Linked DNA regions of Drosophila melanogaster: region 1 is linked to region 2. Evidence: chromatin contacts called from public Hi-C data. All regions are on one chromosome and are shown on one strand. The core of a region is the stretch at or near the end of the contact, and the rest is flanking DNA. Distances in the headings are between cores, read along the strand shown.

Region 1 (3,304 bases), core at 710-3,209, 210 kb after region 2:
TTAGATTAAAGTTTCTTGCTCTCCGCTCCGTATCGCTTCAAGTGGCCACAATTTGAGGCAGATTGCGCTCTAATAAATATGGGCAGCCATCTAAGCTAATGCCCCAACTCATCACCGAGTTGAGAGATGAGCACGCAAGCAGGCGAGATACGCATGCGCCCGTTGCCAAGGCCCAAACTTAATTAAAAATTTGGAGAGAGCGGAGGGAAAATTTCAGATTGCCCACGAGCTGAAGAAATTTTAATATGACGACCAAATTGCACCGCAGCAGCTCCAGGAGCTGCATCGCCACTTGGCAGATTATGACGACAACTATACTGACAGGCAGAGCCAGAGGAAACTACTCCAAGAAACTAGCCAGATTCAGTTGCAGTCGCAATCGGAGTCTCCGTTCCAGTTCATGGCTAAATGCTTTTGGCTGTGATAAATTACACGTCGTTTTAGAGTGTTGCGCTTCCTTGTTACTCCGTCAAGTGGTGTTGACACGGCCGCGGCGAATGCAGAGTATTAAACGATCTCCGCCGTGGCACTCTTCTTCCGTCCAGTGGTGTTATTAAAATGAAATCATCATCATCACCAAGTGACAGAAGCCGGGAGTCTGAGCCTGAGCCTGAGCCTGAGTCTAAGTCTGAGCTGAGATGAGTTGAGATGGAGGGACAGACAACGACTGGTCAAATGCCCGGGGATCACTTTAGTGGGCATCTCGGCGCACGAAGGCAGTCATCTGATCATGCTTATGACAGGAGAATTCAATTAGACATATGGAAACGCGTTGATTGTTCCACTGGCAATTTTGCGCCTGGTGGCAATCCGATTTAAGCAGCACAGAACTAGCATTGATTATTTTGCAATTGTTGTTGAAGTACCGTATCGAATGTATTTAAATGGATACCATTTAGCCCTAATAAAATTGATTCCTTGTTAAACAATCTCATGCAACTTTTATTTTATTTACGCTCACAAGAATATAGCTTTATATATACCATTAGTGGCAGAATTTTGTATTCAACCTAAAAGAATTCTGCAGTGCCCCCAGATAGAATAAACCAACATCTATGCATATGTTTTCCATGTGGTCATCTCCAATCGTTATCAATCCGACAAAGATTCACATAAAAATATTTAAATATACGAAAGACTAGGGAGGCGAACTTGTTTTCTCCATTTTGCAGGTCAAGCCACAAATAACCTCTGATGTTTTCTTGGTTTCTCCCAATGTTTGTTTACACTGATCGCCGGGCATTAAGTGCCCACCTCCTTGCCACATTAGTCGTCCAATACGAGTTCAATTGGATGCACATGCACAACGAAGCAAACCAGGGCCAACACTCTCGCGGCCAATACACTCAAATGATAACAGTACCGTGTGTAGAGTCAAACGGGGGTAAAAAGACATCAGCCAACAGCCAACCGCATCGACACAGTATTCAATGGAAACGAACGAAACGCTTGGAGATCGTGCCGGTGCCAACAGCCAACCACAGTTCAGCTCTCAGAAGATGCGACGCTTTAACATTTACGGAGAGCGGAGAGTCGCGAACCGAGCTGGAAACGTACAGCAAACATGTTCGAAGCGAGGTCGGTAGCAGGGTGCACTTGGAGAAAAATGTTAGCACTCTTAATATACATAAATGCGTTTTGACTTATTTCAGTTAGCGTTGTAGAAACAAAAAACTGCATTTTTTCAGGGTACTAACTTGTCAATAATATCTTTAATATATTATTTAATAATATATATTTAATATAATTGTTTTAAAATTCTCCCGAAAATAACAAATCTTGTTTCGTTAACAGTTCAGTCAACAGATCTTACCGCCATAACATTGCTGTTAAACCGGCAGAACGGAGCACGCGCACCATTCGCCACAGCAGCTGTTTGCCAAACAGGATTTCCTGCAGCGACGGCCGCCGATTAACAGTTAAGTTTCGCCGTGCCCTGCCACTGTTGCAAACGCACGCACACAATCTAGCGACGCGTGCGCTTTGTTGTCTTGTTGCCGCTGCTGTTGCTGTTAGTGCTGCTGTTCGTGCTGCCGCGCTGCAGATGCTGCTGCTGCTGGGGTAAGATGATCTTTGAGGCCAGGGCCGCGCTGCCAGTTCGAGTCTGTTTGGCGCTCAGAACGACGGCGACGATTTAGTCTCGGATGGACGCTACGCTGCCAAGCACCGTCAGTCAGGCTTTCGCTGTTCTCTCGCTCTCGCAATCGCATTATATCCGACCGATCGCGAAGTTTTTCGGCACTATGTGCGCCACGTGATTGCTGAAATCTCCTTCGAAAGCCGTCGCTATATCATCAGCGATAATTCGGATTTAAGGTGTCATGTGAAGAGTGTGTTTGATATAATCAGTTGATTTTCATTCAAACGTATCCCAGTGTGTGAAGTTAAAAAAAAAACTGGAAAAATTAACATCTAAAGAGGAAAAAATAAATAAATAGTGAGTTGGTAAAAACATCGAATTTATGCTGTTGTGGAAATATATGATCTGGAAAAGGTAAGATTTTGTTGTATATGAGCTTATGCTATTAAAAAATGGCTAAGTCTCCCTGCTGACAAACAAAACATATTAAGAGAATAAATAAAACATTTATTCATTGAATTAATGAGACAACAACAAGTTGAGATGCTGGACACATAATTCAAACGCTAAAACAATAGATAAATACAAGCAATATATATATTAAAGGCTTAATTGAATAAAAACCATTTTGCATAATTTCCATAAATTTGTCGGATGGTTGTTGTAAGTCAAAATAAATCGCAAATAAAAGATTAATACCGAAAACAATTGCATTATAAAAACCAAACCAATTAAAGACTGAAATTATACAATTTAATAATATTTTTAGCAATAATTGAAATACTTAGTACAAACTATTAAAATCAAAACAAAAAACCAACAATAAAAAGACAAATCTGTTGCGAAGAAATGGCCCAACTATCCCCAGCTATCAAGGACCAAGCTTAACTCCCATGAGTTCGTACTCACACCACTAAGGAGGACCAAGGAGAACCAGAAAAAGTGTAATGGTGAAGACAAAAGAAGCTCATTGACATGCTCATTAATAATGTTATTGCCTTTTGTGCGATAAGTGTCAAGAAATTTCTACAATAGGGGCTGCGAATGGACAAAGATGGGAGATATTCAAACATTTAATTGTCCAACTGCTGTCGGCAATCAAGCAGAAAAGGGCCAGGGGCAGCCTGAAGCGACTGGATCGTGGATCCTCGATCGCGAAGGAAGAAGGATCAAGGATGGAGGATGGAGGATGGAGGATGGAGGATGGAGGATGGAGGATGGAGG
Region 2 (3,536 bases), core at 538-3,037:
CAAACGTTGGTAATGATTGGTATTTGTTTATATTTTTAGCAATAACTCATTAGTTAAATAGTATGGCAATGTATATCATTATTAGAAATCTGGTTCAAAAACATCTTTAAAATTCTGTTGGTGTCACCAGAACTTTGCTTTTATTTATGTAAGATAGCAAAATTACTTGAGTGACTTTTTAAAGGTACACAAACATTGACATTTATTATTATTATATCCTAAATCTTAGGTTTTAATGGACTAATGCGGAAGGAGTTTCTAAATCATTTTTAAGAGGAGCTTGAGAAATGAAGTTTTGGAATACAGTAGCAAGATTTTTTTGAACTAGATTTCAAAATCCTTTGAAGTTGAGTTGATTAATTTAATAACACTATTGGATTGCAGGATAAATCGCATTGTGGCTGAGATTGTGCCCCAGATATTGGTCTCATTTCGTTTTGTTTTATCGCCGCGATGGCATAATTACACCATTTTGGGAGCGTAAAAACGAGCGAGGAATTAAAGACAGCTAATCATTATTAAGCGCTTTAATGATTTTATAGTCCAATTTATATTCCTTAACAACCACTTGCACTCGGCCAAATGCTTACATCTCTTATTTGGCTGTTTGCTTTTAATTTTCGAAGTCGGAGTCTGGAAACCAGAACTCACAATCCAGGATCCAGAATCCAGAACCGAGAATCCGTCTCCGCAGTTATTTATCGCAAATTGGATGCGAATGTGTGTCTGAGTATCTGAGTATCTCAAAGTCTGCGCCACTGATGCTGATGCGATGCCACTCGGTTGTGGCGATTCGCTTGATTTAATAGTGGCAATTTCGTTCGACTCCAACGCACTGATAATTTTCTCACATAGAAATCCGTTTTTTATAAGCTAAAAAAAGGCACCGCACGCAATTCGGCATTCATGTTTTATTGCCTAATTAACTGGCGCTGACCATTTCACGACCTCTTGTGCGTGACGCGTGAAAGGAGTTACGGAGCCAGGGAATCACTTATTCCGACGAGAAGTACCAGGAGTAGGAGGCGGAGGAGCATCAGCCGGACTCCTGTCCGCACATCCTAACCACCTAATGGCATAGGGGAAATAGGATTATAATTATACGCAACGCTCAAGGGTCATTAAACTTATCTCTCGTTTGAGTATCGCTTGGGTGCATACACATAGGTTCTAAAAATATGTATTATGTATATTATAGATGAATAAGTTGATATAGTTAATAAGTTATTGTTCTATACTCAGGTCTTAACTTCTAGCCAGTCAGAATCCCATTATTTTATAGGAATGTGATGGGTTTCAATGTAATGCATTTAATTTACAAGTATTACGAAATGGCATAGATTATTTTAATCAATAAAGAATCGGTATCTGAAACTTTGGGCTATCTTAGGATAATCCTTTCACTCGATAGTGTGTGTGTGTGTGTGCAGGCGAGCGATATGCTCGCAATTTATGTACGCAATCGCAATCTACGGTGGGTAAACACAGCTGCAAATGCGTTTCCTTTGACCTCGAATTTAAATGGTCCGCCCTGGTGCTCCGCGCTCTATCGCCTATCTGCTCGTACGCCGAATTGCGAAAAACAGAGCGGATTAAAGGTGCACATGAGCACAGCCGTAGGAAATATGCTGCAAACATCCGCCATCCGCCATTCGCCATCCGCCTGCTGCAACTGCATCTGAAAACGCACACACCGCCGCACAGAGAACCTCGGTCGGAGCTGGGGCACACTGAAAGAAATAAGCGGTGCACTGTCCCGCTCAGGCTATCACAATAGATTTTGAGTTAGTTCGTATACATAACATATATACGCTTTTCATGTTATGTCGTGCATTAGCCAGTCACAGTTTTTTTCCAGTGCAGGTAGGGGCAAAAGCTGGGCAGCAGTAGAGGACAGGAGGCTGGAGGAACCCAGGACTGCGACGAGCGCGGCTCACTCGCTTATCTTCCCCGCGGCTATTGGCGTCGTGCAACATTGCAGGAGCCGGAGCAGGAGCCTTTTCCTGGGCCTGCGCTGCTGCTGCTGGAAGACCGGCCAGAAGAAGAGGAAGGAGGACCTGGCGAACGGACGAACTGGCGAACTGGCGAATGAGCGAAGAAGCGACCATGGGCCATGGGCCATGGGCCACGACCATGTCGCTGATGATTCGCATTCGTGTATCGCAAGCGGGCCACAGCCGCAGCTTTTGGCTTCCCCCGAAATTTGAATCTGCCTGCATCTGAGGACTTAACGAATATGAACGAAATGGCCCGGGGCTGTTTCAAAATATTACCACACTCGAGTATTCGAGCAGGGCTACGTACTACATATACATGCGTTGGACTCCGAGCCCAAGTGAATGCGGAAAATTATGGCGAGGTAGTTGCAGATACAAACACTCAATCACAAGGGCTCCATTTGCATACGCCGCTCCCCCCGCCCAAGTCCAGTCCAGAAATCCATGAGGTCTAAGCAGTCCCATTAGCCATAACCCCTAGAAATCTTAGGCTCTGTCCTGGAAGTGCCTATTCCTTTCGCTCTGAGGGATTGTTCCATTTAAGGGCCTTCTGCTCTAAAGTTACGTTCGTTAATTAGACATTTTTCTAGATGCATTGTGAGCGGGGGAATTTTTAGTGGGCTTATTCAGAATAAATCTTTGGGTTATATTCTACTTATTCGAATATATACTTACTTCTGTCTGTGTGTAATCTTAGAAGGAGATCAATCGAATAAGCAATAGATGATCGTGGTGTTACACCATATATGTACATAAATTCTTTCGAAAAATTCAGAAATGTAATTAGATCTTCAAGTGTACGGTTTTTAAAAAGATTGTATTGTAGTAAATATATCTCAGTACTAGATTTAAAAGTGATGATTTTTGTTGAATTGCCTAAGAAAGTAAATACCTTTCAACATTATTTCCCATGCTACAATCTAATTACATTTTTGGTTGCACATCGTCTGTTAAAATTTTCGGAAAATCACCACTCGAGAGCTGATTGTGATTTGCATGTGGAATGGATTGAAATGGAATGCACTTGTCTGCGGCCGGCAAGGCGGACCAAAAAGAGCGGCTTGCCGCTAAAGGAGTCGCTTGAAGTCGGAGTAAGTGCCACGAAGCCACAAGTCTGGGCAGTAGTCATGCAAGTCCTGCGGCATTCACGAGTTTCCCCCCGGCGATCGCATTTAAGACGCATCTTAAATGAGGTGCTCAGGCCGAGTCCTCCACTCTTGGGCAGTTGCGATCCCCAGCTCCTCGGCTCTTGGGTTAGGAGCCTCCCGGTTAAGAGCCAGCTTATGACTGGCTCAAAGAAAGCTGCCATTTTCGGGAGTGCACTGGTATGGGTTGGGATGTGGATGTGGATGAGGACGTGGATGTAATTGTGGCTGCAATGGTGTAGGTGTGCGGGTCGGTAGTTGGTAGTTGCACAGAGGTGTACTTGGGTGCATTTACCATGGGCACACGGACCACTGTGCATCACGATTTATGCCCGGTGCTGCGGGGAGGACTGGGAATTAATTGGTAATGCGAGCAGTGCATCAGTATCAGTAT

Evidence for each region. A called contact is a pair of places that touch in the nucleus more often than the background predicts.
Region 1: a contact with region 2 is called in a Hi-C map of the OSC cell line, with 5 times the contacts expected there. A contact is called at or near these places in 44 of 107 Hi-C or Micro-C datasets (the Clone 8 cell line, the Kc167 cell line, the ML-DmBG3-c2 cell line and 13 more) and 2 of 7 datasets of targeted methods (both in the Kc167 cell line).

Annotation. Positions count from the first base shown.
Region 1 is chr3L:21,806,744-21,810,047 of dm6, forward strand. eg (eagle) reads left to right here and starts at 1,960. Exons shown (of 3, transcript NM_168938.2): 1 at 1,960-2,061.
Region 2 is chr3L:21,592,810-21,596,345 of dm6, forward strand. lncRNA:CR43940 (long non-coding RNA:CR43940) reads left to right here and starts at 1,788. Exons shown (of 1, transcript NR_073967.1): 1 at 1,788-2,651. The region is part of intron 1 of TfAP-2 (Transcription factor AP-2); the gene reads left to right.